2 separate regions of the Mus musculus genome follow, and region 1 is linked to region 2. The links are chromatin contacts, called in public Hi-C maps. All regions are on one chromosome and are shown on one strand. Each heading gives the region's core, a stretch centred on a gene start, on an enhancer-like site or on the middle of the called end of the contact. The rest is flanking DNA. Distances are from core to core; before and after follow the strand shown. Region 1 overlaps Cfap61 (cilia and flagella associated protein 61). Region 2 overlaps Cfap61 (cilia and flagella associated protein 61).

Region 1 (5,873 bases), core at 2,941-5,440, 150 kb after region 2:
AGAGAAAAATTAATTTCCCCCAAAGTCTTCATGAAAGCAAATGGGCCATGGCACACAGTCGCAACAAGAGCAGAAACGGACCCTCAGCTCAGTAAGTAGGGCCGGTCCCTGGCGCACCGTAATTCAACTCAAGATTCTCTTCGATTTAAGATAGGCTCCGAGCAAAATACAGTAAGGACAAACTATAGTTACAGATTGCATTTCCATCCTTTCCCAGATTAGTGGTAAGGGGCTTGACTTTCCGTGGTAGCCGGCGACAGCAGAGTGTGCTTGGTGTCTTGACTGAGACCGTTGTTACACTTAACTTCAAGACATTTCCAGCTGGGGAGCCCTCTGGGACATCCTTCCCTTGAGGAAGCTGGCTGGAGGTGTGCCCAGGAACATGGACCCAGAATTTCTACCAAGTTCCCCATCAGTGACATGCCATTCCTTGGGCTTAGATGTCCTTGAGTAACTGAAGAGGTCATCTACATAGGCAAACAAGGTAGACGCCACTTCCCTGTCTGTCTGTCGGTCGGTCTGTCTGTTTGTCCATCTCTCATTCTCTTCTCCTCCTCCTCCCTTGCCCTCACCTTAGGGATCAAACCCAGGGCCTCGTATGTGTTAGGCATGTGTCCTCCCCGCTATCTACACCCTCAGTCTTGCCCTACCCCCACCCCATATGTACCAGTGGAGTTTTCACTTTTTCAACATGTCTTTTAAAAGTTGATTTTTATTATTTTTATTCTTTGACAATTTCATACATGTGTATAGTGTATTTTGCTCATTTAACCCATTACTGTCTTTTATATTCACACACACACACACACTCTTGCTGAACCCCTTCTTGTAATAGATTCCCTCCTACTTTCATGTCTGTTGTTGTTTTGAGGGGTGTGTCTGTGTGTGTTTCTCTGTGTGCCTGTGTGTGTGTCTCTCTCTACATGTCTCGTATGTCTCTTTGTGTATGTCTGTGTGTCTGCATATGTGTATCTGTGTTTGTGTCTGTGTGTCTCTGTGTGTGTTTGTGTGTATGAGTGTCTGTATATGTGTGTCTGTGTGTGTTTGTGTCTGTATGTCTCTCTGTGTGTGTCTGTGTATGTGTGTCTGTATATGTGTGTCCGAGCAAAATACAGTGTGTGTGTCTGCATGTATCTGTTTGTATGTCTATATATGTCTATGTGATATATCTGTGTCTCTGTGTATATATCTGTGTATATGTGTGTTTCTGTATTTCTCTGTGTGTGTCTGTGTATGTTTCTGTGTCTCTGTGTGTATCTGTGTATGTGTGTCTATATGTCCCTGTGTGTGCCTGTGTATTGTGTGTTGGTGTGTGTGTATAAGCTGCTGAGTACCATCAAGGTTGTTTGTATGAGTGTTGGTAGGAGGTTATTTACTGGAGCCTGAGCAAGTTACCATACCGCTGAAGTGGCTATACCACGGAAGGAAATGACGCTTATCCCTTTCGAAACCATTAACTGTCAACTGTTCCTCAGGAAGGAGGTGGGGCTTCATGAGCCCCTTCACCATCATGGAATGTTGACAGCCCCATCTTTTGCAGTTCTTGTACAGGTCACCACACGTCCACGAGAGAGTGCTTCATGTCACTCCTCCCTAGCCTCCACCTCTTAGGCTCTTTCCACTCCATCTCCCTTGGTGTGGGAGGGGATACAGAAAAACCTGATGAGACGTTCACTGATGGAGAGGAAAGTCCGTGAGCCTCTGCCCTACTCAAAGAACTACGGCAACCCAGGAATGCTAAGAATGGGAAACGTAACTCTCCCCAGGAAAAAGCACACCAACTAGCTATCCAATACCAAAAGTCAGCCCTGAAAACACACATATAAATAACATTATACGATCTAAGCAAGTGGTATTTAGGAATATGTTTATACATATATATCCATATATGTATATACAGGTAGGCATGTAACAACAACTAATGAAAATGAAGCCATAAATTTGAAAGAGAACAAGGAAGGGTATATGGAAATGTTTGGAGGTAGAAGGGGAAGGGGGAAATGATGTAATTATATTAATATCAAAAGTATGTCGTGGCTAAGGAAGTCATAGGCCTTAGGGGTGGAAACCTACTACTTGTTTTGATGGGTGGAGACCGTGTCAAACTGCCTTCCAAATGTGTTTATACCCAAAGAGTAATCATGCTGCGATCAGAAATGCTTGTGTTTGTAGTGAGTGTCTGTTGGTGCCCAAACTATGAAGAATAAACGGCTGTTGAGTCCCAGCTTTTTGAGATAGGTTTTCACTATGTAGCGCAAGCTGGCCATGAACTCATGTTATGGCCCAGTTTGACCCTGAACAATTCCTGATCTCTCTCGAGCTCCTAGATGCTGGGATTACAGGTTTGCCCCCAACACACCCAACTCATTCCCCCTTTCTCAATACTACCTATCTTGGGGGCATTTTACAGAGTTTAGCCTCCTTTAACAGAATCACATTGTAGGTTTGTGAAAGACTATATAAAGCCAGCAGTCAGAAACAGTCACAATGCAATGTGCACAGAGTCCTTGGACACTCACTTGATTGATGCATGCTGTGTGCAGTTGCCAAGGTATGCACCCATGGAATAATGCTATGGCAGATGCAACCAGATACCTCTGCTAGGGGTAACCCATCCATCCATCCCCTCTAAACTGTCACCCCAGTTTTGTGGCTCTCTGTCCCACCTTCCCAGGTGAGCCTGGGCCATTCCTGCCCCCCTCCAGGAGTTCACACTTTGTCTTCCTACCCGGGAGTGCTTTTCCCTCAGGTTTCTGTGAGGTTCCCTCGCCCTTCCCTTGGGTCTCTGCTCACTAAGCCACCGCCTCAGAACTGAACCTTTCATCACCCTCTTCTCCAACTGTTTCTACTCTGCCATTGCTTCATTTATTTTTTTTTCAAGAAAGTCTTCTATTTTGTCCCTTCCTTAGTCATCTCAAGAATATAAGCTCCACATTGGCAGGGATGTCTGTCTTTTGGGTCCCTACAGTTTTTCTAGTACCTGGAAGCATGGTAGGGACATTGGGGACAAAGGATAGATAGTATTAGCATACTAACGATGGATAAACTACAGGTGGCAACCCAGGGAATCATGTCACAAATGGGTGCCGTGTGGACTGAAACACAGACCCTGGTTACCTTCATCTTCTGGTGCCTATGATAGCCCTGGGGAACTCTACCTCTGTCGCTCCTCTGGCTGGAAACCATTTTTTTTCCTGTTGTGTGCATACCCATGGCACCCACAGACAGTGGCAGAGGTGGAAAACTCACTGACAGAGAAGAGTGACACAGTGGCCTCAGGCTGACTCAGAGCCCGAGGAAGGTGGGTTACCTACGCCATGATGTTTCACATTACAATAAAGGAAAGGCTAGCACGTCAGTAACGGTGCTTGGTTATGGCAAGAATGTATTCAGTTTCCAAGAACTTTTGTCTTGGATCATTGTGAATTAAGGGGATGGGGGGCCATATCCTCCATGTAAAATGTGCTCTGTTCGGCCTCTGGGGGCCAGGCAGTAAATCTCATAGTGAATCTCAACTCAAGAGCACAGCTTCCCTGCGAGTGGCTCAGTTAAGCATCAGCCAGCCGTTCAGAGGCCAGGCTGCAACACCGAGGTGGCCTGCTTTCTGCTCATTATTAATCCAGAAACCTTAATGATGAACAACATTTGTGTTATTTTCTACCCAAATTTAATCTGTTCGTGCAGCAGTCCAGTCAATCCTGCAATCTGTTTTTCTCAAATGAGGGCAGATAATGGAGACGCCGTTCTTTACAAGTCTTCAGGCTTTTAAATTCTGATAAAAATCAGGATTCTTCACTGGGTCCTGCCCCGGCTCTGAATTAAACCACTTTAAATGTAATTATGGAACCTGGCCTTCCATCAGGAACATCCATTTAAAACATTGATTGGCCAGGCTGCTCTGTGAGGCTCTTTATGAGCAAACGATTGCAATGGGGCCAGAACTGTAATTTATCAAGGCAAAAAAAGCAGGTAAATACTTTATTAGTGGTAATGAGAGGGTTGCCGGCTAACTGAATCTCTTCTTCTCTCACCAGCTACTTCACAGAGCCGTGGTGCATGGCCCTCTTCCACGATCGTTTTATTGATCTCAAGAAAGAGTTGCGCCAAATCTTAATCTCCAAGCAGGTAAGCGTGATTAGTGGACATGTGGGTGTTATTCCTTGCAAATTGTAAGCAGTTGACAGCCGTTGATCATTTGGACTTTTCCCCCTACATTCCCATCTCGTAGTGGTTTCTTAGTCCCTCTGCACTGCCTTAGATAAACTCTGGAGTCTATAAATGGAGACAGCAATGTTTCAGGAGTGGCTTGCCTTAAACCCTTTGCTGGACACTGCTCTTGCGTCCTTTTTTTACAAGTAGCTGTGTCTTCCTCTTCATGATGGCTGAAGACTAGATATGAGTTGTTTTTACCTGCTGGGAGGAGTGGAAATCTCATCTCTTTAGTTTTCTGTCGGTTATTGCTGAGTGTGTGTGTGTGTGTGTGTGTGTGTGTGTGTGTGTGTGTGTGTTTCTGTGTGTCTGTGTGCTTATATCTATCATTCCAGCAGTAGAAGCAGGAGGCTCAGGAGTTCATGGTGATTCTCTGTTCCATAGCAAGTTCCACACTTGCCTGAGTTACACAAGACTCTGTCCACCCATACACATACAAATAAAGTAAAAAATGTAGAGAACCCACCCAAGTGTCAGAATACACTAATTTTATAACTAAAACGTCTATATCAAGATGATAGAAAATTATCCAGAAGGTAGGCCTCTTTTCTGAGAGGTGCCATGCTCAGAAAATACCTCTGTGGAAATCAGGATGTATTTATGAAACTTCACAGCAATTCTTTTGATACTGAAGCCCTTAGCATTGCCGAGGAAAGTTAGTGTTTATGTTCAGGGTGGTGAGAGATCCATCCCAGGCTCCACCTGACTCAGACAGACAGAACCTTTCTGAATATCCGGGCCTTCATTGGTTTCTGTCACATTCTGATGTCTGAATGAACAGTTCCTACGTCCCTTCTTGTCTCTTCCATTTAGAAGCATCCACAGCCGTGCAGGTTCTATGGCAGAGCCACCATATTGGGCAGCTTAGAGGAAATCGTTTTTTGGTTTTTTGTTTTAAAGATTTATTTATTTATTATGTGTAAGTACACTGTAGCTGTCTTCAGACACACCAGAAGAGGGCGTCAGATATGATTACAAATGGTTGTGAGCCACCATGTGATTGCTGGGATTTGAACTCGGGACCTTTAGAAGAGCAGTCGGTGCTCTTAACCGCTGAGCCATCTCTCCAGCCTGGAAGTCGTTTTTTGTAACCCATACCATGTTCTAGCCCCAGCTCACATCGCCTCACCGAACCCTGTGCTTCCTAGACCTTTCCACCAGTGGAGAAACTGAAGTGAAATAACCCACCATAGGTTAGTTATGCAGGAGTCTGGCTAACAAGCGTGAGACTCAATGCTCATTCGCCAGCCGGGAATGGAGGCCCAGAGTAGGGCAGAGTCAAATCTCTGCCTCCCATGTCTTTACTCTTGATTTCCAATACAATTCCCCAGGAGCTTGCTCCCAAATGTAGGCAATGCACTAATATGAAACAGACTCAGATTGGAAGCATAACTATAAAGTTTAAATCAAAATGGCATGCTTTAGGGCCTTCATAGGTAGAAGCCCAGGAGTCAATGTTAGTAGGGAATATTTACATTAAGGAGTTAAAATTCCCATAAGCATGGCTATTCCGGTCAGTCCCACAATGGCCTTGAAAGAGAAACAACATGAGTAAATGGGAGAGTCAGACAATGCTTAAGTCATTCAAACTGGAGGTATAGACACTCCCTGGACCCAATGTAAGTAGCCCTAAGGACACTAAAGCACATAGAAGCTCAAGTCCC
Region 2 (6,216 bases), core at 10-2,509:
ATTGTCACAAACTTTCATTTAGATGGGTCGCCATAGCTTACCATAGCACTGTAATCCTGAGAAATACTCTCTATCTGCCTGAGTTCGTTGTGCAGACAAACCAATTAAAGATTGGGCAAGTTGCCTTTCTCCTACTTTGGAGGTCTGTGGAGAAGGCATTTTTTTCTTTCCTGTCTGTACCCTAGAGGGATTTTGAGTTGACTTTGTTACTGTCACTGCTCTTGGGAAAGCTGCCAGTATATTTAACAATATATCAATTTTTTGGTTTGTTTTTTGTTTTTTTGAGACAGGGTTTCTCTGTTTAGCCCTGGCTGTCCTGGAACTCACTTTATAAACTAGGCTGGTCTCGAACTCAGAAATCTGCCTGCCTCTGCCTCCCAAGTGCTGGGATTAAAGGCGTGTACCACCACCACCTGGCAATATATCAATTTTTTGTTTAACTTTCATGCATTTGGGTATTTTGCCTTCATGTATGTCTGTGTACCATATGCTTGCAGTACCTTCAAAGGCCAGAAGAGAGTGCTGGATCCCCTGGAGCTGGACTTAGAAACAGTTGGGAGCCTACATGTGGGGGTACTGGGGGAATGAACCCAGGTCCTCTGTAAAGCCATCTGCCCAGCCCCTTACTTACAGAGTTAATGGCGGTGGATGAGGGAGGGGGAAGAATAGTAGGAGCTGCGACTCGCTAGCTAGGATTGGACCTGTAGAGTTTGTAGAGACCTGTCTGTAGAGTTCCTGGAGTGTCTGCGCTTCCTGAGCTTCCTCTTGTGACGGTTAACAATTATTTATAATGCTAAACTCCAGAAATTCGCCTTGGAATCCACTGTGTTTATCATTCACAAGAGCTCTCATGGTCTATTCTAATTATAGTCTTTGTCCTGATTTAGAGTGGTCACAGAATGAAGGTATGCTCTCATCCCCATCTGAGAAACCATGCTTTCAGAGCGTTCAGCGCCGATGTTATTATTATTATTTTTTTCCCTTCTGGTTGTAATGACAGTCTGCTGAAATCTGAACTAACTTCTTTAGGGGCCTCCATTTCTCTGTGTTTGTTTTCTCCACATCTCCTTTTGTCCTTGTACAAGAAAAAACAGCAGTGTATCTAACCCCCCACCCCCAGAGCTAAGTGTTGGCCCACCCTTTCCTGGTACGTGATCTCAGAAAGATGTCACTGGCTGGCATTCAGTTACCCTTTGAATTGCCCCTTTTTATCTGGGCTGCTCTTCCCCAGTCCAGCTATAATTACCATCTGATGGACGGTTACTGGATCCTGTTGCACTTGGGCATCTGCTGCCTTGGGAAATTGCATTATTCTCCCAGCACCTGCTAGGTTTTCCCCAGAGTAATTGTTTCCCAGTCCCTTCCTTAAACGTGGTGACTTTCACTGACAGTAGTCAGACTTCCCTTAGTCATAGTAGTGGTTGAAGTATGTAGTATTTTTTTTAAACAATCAAACAAAGAAACCAACCAACCAACCAGCCAACCAAAATCCACAGTTTTTTATTATCTCCTGAGGAGATGATTCTAAAATTGTAAACCTGTGGTTTTCAGCACCATCTATGCATTGATCCTTATTAATATCACCACAGTGAAGTTTCCTGGACATGAAACAAACCTACTTTCAGTCACTACAGGGGTCTAGTTGGCTTTTCCAGCCCTGTTCTCAGCCTCTTCCTACACATTCATGCTACTCCTGGGAAATACGTTTCCTTAGAATGGCGGGGAACCCTTTCCTCTATGAATTGTAGAGAAATTTGTGTAAATTCCTTCATGGGCTCTTTTTTTCTCAAATAATATACCTTCTGTGTCATTTTCCCCAATGCTCTGACACTCCTTAGTTAAATATAACGTGCTGTGTGTATGCAGGTATCAGAATGGCTTTTAGATCCGAGGTTTGTCCTCATGACTCTCACAAGTCTTTTCCCTCAGACAGTGATGCTGGGCATCCCTCCTGTGGTTACTGTTTGCTGAGATCTGGTTGGTGGTTTCCTGTGAACCCATCTTATGTACCTGTCACACCAGCACTTACTGTTGTGACCATCTTCCTCATAGAGGGGTGTGTGTGTGTGTCGGGTGGGGGTGACTTGTTCAAAGGCTGGTTTATTGACAGATCTTCCCACCAGGCAGCTAATTGCCTAAACTCACTCTTAGCCATGACTTGCAGAGTTTATTAACTAACGTGTAAATCTGACGCCACGGCCATTCTAGGAAACTAGCAAACAGAAAGTAGACAGCTTGACACTAAACTTTTTTAATCCCTCACATCTTTAACACCAGCCACTTAATCAAAAATGTGATCCACAGACTTGCCAGGACCCCCCACCCCCAACTCTAGCCGGTTTCTGCTCTTAGTGTCAATCCCGCACCAGCCTAACTCTGGCTGAGGAGGCTGCGGAGAAGCAGACATCTGGGCCAGACTGGTGTGCTAGGCCTGTTTTGAGACATCAATAGATGGAGGGTGTCTATAATTCCCTCTGTGTTGTATCAGCATGCTGTTACAAGCCTTTCAGAATTGTGGTGGCAGCTGCTATGGAAAGAAGAAAAATATGATCCCATATGGTGGTTATATTACAAACTTCTCAAGATTCAGCTCTATATTGAATGGTGCTCAGCAGTGTTCTTAGCCTATCACAGGAGTGCCTGATGGTTTACTTGAGGAGCTAGCGGCACAACTGACAAATGCTGGGTGGTATTTAGGAGTTAGGCCATGAGAGGATGGCAAAAGGATGAGAATAAGTTGTGAAACCGATTTTTAGTATCTCAGGAGCGTTACCAACTAGCATCAAATCTCATCATTTCACAGAATAAGTGGTTCAGTCACCCTTCGACAAAACTTTAGTGTGATATAAATAAAAGGTAAGTTCAAGAAATAGAATGTAGATCTACACACACACAGAGACACAGAGACACAGACACACACAGACACACACACACACACACACACACACACACACACACACACACACACATGTATGTCTTGGTTACTTTTCCATTGCACGTCTGTCATGAAGGGGAAGTCATAGCCATGGGAGCTGCAGGCAGCTGGCTACATTGCATATTCAACCAAGAAGCAATTGTAATGAGCACCTGTGTTCATCTCACTTTTCCTTTTTTATTTAGTCCAGAATCTCAGCCAAGGAAATGGTACCACTCAGAATGGGGAGGTCTTCCCACCTCAGTTAACCTTATCCAAAAAAGTCCCCACAGGCATGTCCAGAGGCCCATCTCCCAGGTGATAACTGAGATCAGTCACTGAAATACCTTACAAGCCACAGTTTAGTACATTCATGGAATTACAAAACCATCACCACTGCCTACATTTTTAGTATTTTCTCTCTTATCCTTGCTCCTACTTGGAATCTCTATCAACCACCTACTTTCAGTCCCTTGAACTTGCCCGTTTGGGATATTTCATACAACACATGATACTTGGTGAACAGCTTCTTTCACTCATGAGGGCACCCATGCGGTAGCACGTGTCTATACTTTATTCCTCTTTACTGCTAAATATTATATTGTATGGATAATGTCATATTCTGTTTTTATTCAGCTGTTGAAAATTTGAATTGTGTCCACTTTTGGTGAATAACTATGCTATGAAAATTCACGTACTTTGTGTGTGTGTGTGTCTATCTGTTCATTTCACTGTATAGCTTGGAAGTGGAATTGCTGGGTCTTCCCAGAGACTGCTCCATTTTGCAATCTCTCATTTTTAGATTAGATCTAGCATTCTGTCTACGAAATAGTAAAATGCTGTTCCTCTTAAGAACAGGGAAATGGAGTGTACCTGACATTTTTTCTGGTACTCTGAGAAAGCTTCATTCATACACGGGAGACTGTGCAGCTCATGAAGTTTCAGTTACTGTGTTTTTAAAGCAGAAATATTGTTAAAATCCACTTTCTCCTGCCTGTACCTGATCTATCCACCCAGACACAGGCTTCCTTTGATCTCGAAGCAGCATTTAGGGGAGACTGGGCTGCAGATATCCATATGAACCCAAGAGGGAGGCAGAGAGGGCATCTATATGATGCTTTCAGGCCAGAGCTGGTCTTTGTGTCCCAGTGGCTTCTTTAGAGTTTGCTCTTGGGGAGGTAAAGATTGTCAATGCCTACTGCTGGCTTGACTTTGGGTATCTTAAAATACGAGGTGCAGTAAAATGGCAAAGGGGGTGATTAGAGCTACAGATACAAAGAAAATATCATGACAAAAAACTCAGTACAGGTTTCTGGAAAGAAGAAATAGACAAAACCAGCCCCAGCACCCCACTGTCTCTAATTGGCCACTCTGTGTAAATACTGTGGTGTTGAGGGGCCGAGGACACGGTACAGTCAAGTACATGCATTCAAGCATGAGTATCTAAGTTCAATCTTCCGAGCTCATACAAAAGCCAGGTATGATGGCGTGCGCTTGTATCTGAGTTTTAGGGAGACAGATCTCTGGGGGGCTCTCTGGCCAGGCAGGGAGTCTAGCTTAATCCTTGAGTTCCAGGTTCCAGTGGGGAAAAAGTCCCTGTTAAAAAACAAACAAAGAAGCAAAATGAGGTGAGTGTGCCAGAGAAGTGACACCTGAGGGTGACACCTGGCTTTTATGTGCACGTGTGCTCATCCTCCCCCACCACACGCCTTCTCAAGCACACACAAACCCATTCACCACCACCGATGGGCGAGCGTCGTGTGAGTGAGCATGTGCGCATGAGTACGCGCCCCAGTTGACTGTGGGTTTCAGGGCGCCTTGAGACACGTCTTTTCCCTCAATCTGTTGTGGCTGTCTTCCTGTATCACCTAGCTGTTTGGCACAGCCAAGCAGTCCTCCACTGATGGGAGCTGGCCCTGCCCCTGATGAAGGAGCACGGTCTTCTTCATGACCCTCACACGAGTTTGAGCGAGAAACCTGAGGTGAGGTGAGGTGTTTGGGGAATGAAGTGAGCATGGGGCCCTCAGGACTTGTGGGAACGGTCACAGAGCTGTTTGATCTTGTTTCCTGTTGAGTGCGAGCATGCTCTCTGTGTCTGAACCCAGACACAAAGTGGTCAAGTCCGTGACTTTTCTGGTCAATTTTAGCTTATTAAAGCTCTGTGGGCCACTTCAATTCACAACACATGATTATAATTCTATAAACCCCCTCTAATTTTGTCTTATGTAATGTCAGAAACTTGATTTCTATGCAAAGGTCAGCCAGCCTCCCTGCCCTGCTGCTGAAGCCAGAGACCAGGAGGCTCCTCTTTCACCAGGCCTCTCCCCACTCCCGCTTTAACTTTTAGCTGGCAGTTTTATTATTATCATTATTTTAAGCCCGTCAGTTTATTTCTCTTTAGGAATTTAGAACTACTTCTTACTCTTCTGAAAATGGATGGGGCTGGGAGAGGACAGCCCCACTGCGTGGGTTGGACTCCCCTCCCTGTGGTGTGTTAGTGAGTTTCTTCAGAAACCCCAGTGCTGAGGCCAGCACACATGTATTCCCAGGCATTGGCACCGAAGCTATCTCTGCTCCTTGCAGTGGTCCTACAAGGAAGGACCTTAATCAAGGCTCATCCTCTGGGGACTGGCATCTTTCACCAGTACAGGATAAAGACTGGCCTGTCATATCCAGCCAATGGATAATTTCACTACAGGGTCCTGAGGTGAAGCTCTGGAAGGCTTTCTGTAATTTGAGGCTAAATGTAGGGCCATCCCATCTTTTCTCTGCAAGATGGTGTCTGGGGTCTCCAGACATAGAAGAAGCCAATATATACTATTGGAACTCTCCAGAAATCCAGGAAGATCTTTTTAAATATTCCTCCTCTGACATGTTTTGAAAAGGATTTTTAAAAATGTATGTTCAGTATATGTCACATGTGTGCACATTTCGACAGAGGCTAGAGGGAGGCCCTGGCATCTCTGAACCTGGGTTTACAGGCATGTGAGAGACATCTGATGTAGGTGCTGGGGTCTTAAGCCTCTGGGAGAGTAGTGAGTGTTCTTACCTGCTCAGGTGCATCTCTAGCACCAGTCCTTCAACATTATTAGGCTGAGTGAGAGCTTTAAATGCGTTTGGTCCACAGCTTAGATCCCTCTTCTTTTTCTGTTGTTGTTGTTATTTGTTTGTTTGTTTGTTGTTGTTTTGATTTAATTAAAAAAAATGGGAACAGTATATCACATGATAGCTAAAGCTGGCCTGGATCTCACTGTATAACCCAGACTGGACTCATCAGACTCATGGCAATCCTCCTGCCTCGG

The links. A called contact is a pair of places that touch in the nucleus more often than the background predicts.
Region 1: a Hi-C map of the N1E-115 cell line shows a contact between it and region 2, with 6 times the contacts expected there. The contact joins two enhancer-like sites. A contact is called at or near these places in 1 of 15 datasets of contacts at CTCF or cohesin (pro-B cells), 29 of 484 Hi-C or Micro-C datasets (the N1E-115 cell line, cerebellar granule neurons, cerebellum and 12 more), 13 of 115 datasets of contacts at active chromatin or transcription factors (acute myeloid leukemia, embryonic basal ganglia, embryonic forebrain and 6 more) and 3 of 9 other capture datasets (adipose tissue, liver and pancreatic islet).

Annotation. Positions count from the first base shown.
Region 1 is chr2:146,196,676-146,202,548 of GRCm38.p6, forward strand. Cfap61 (cilia and flagella associated protein 61) reads left to right here. Exons shown (of 27, transcript NM_001369121.1): 26 at 4,035-4,125. Among named protein-coding and RNA genes, the nearest start is that of Insm1, 22 kb to the right of the region's middle. Within about 2 kb of position 4,191, at least 2 of the 459 cell types and tissues checked have an H3K27ac peak or open chromatin away from gene starts, as enhancers often do. A contact at or near this core is called in the N1E-115 cell line, where this site is marked.
Region 2 is chr2:146,049,027-146,055,242 of GRCm38.p6, forward strand. The region is part of intron 17 of Cfap61 (cilia and flagella associated protein 61); the gene reads left to right. Among named protein-coding and RNA genes, the nearest start is that of Gm34629, 47 kb to the right of the region's middle. Within about 2 kb of position 1,260, at least 9 of the 459 cell types and tissues checked have an H3K27ac peak or open chromatin away from gene starts, as enhancers often do. A contact at or near this core is called in the N1E-115 cell line, where this site is marked.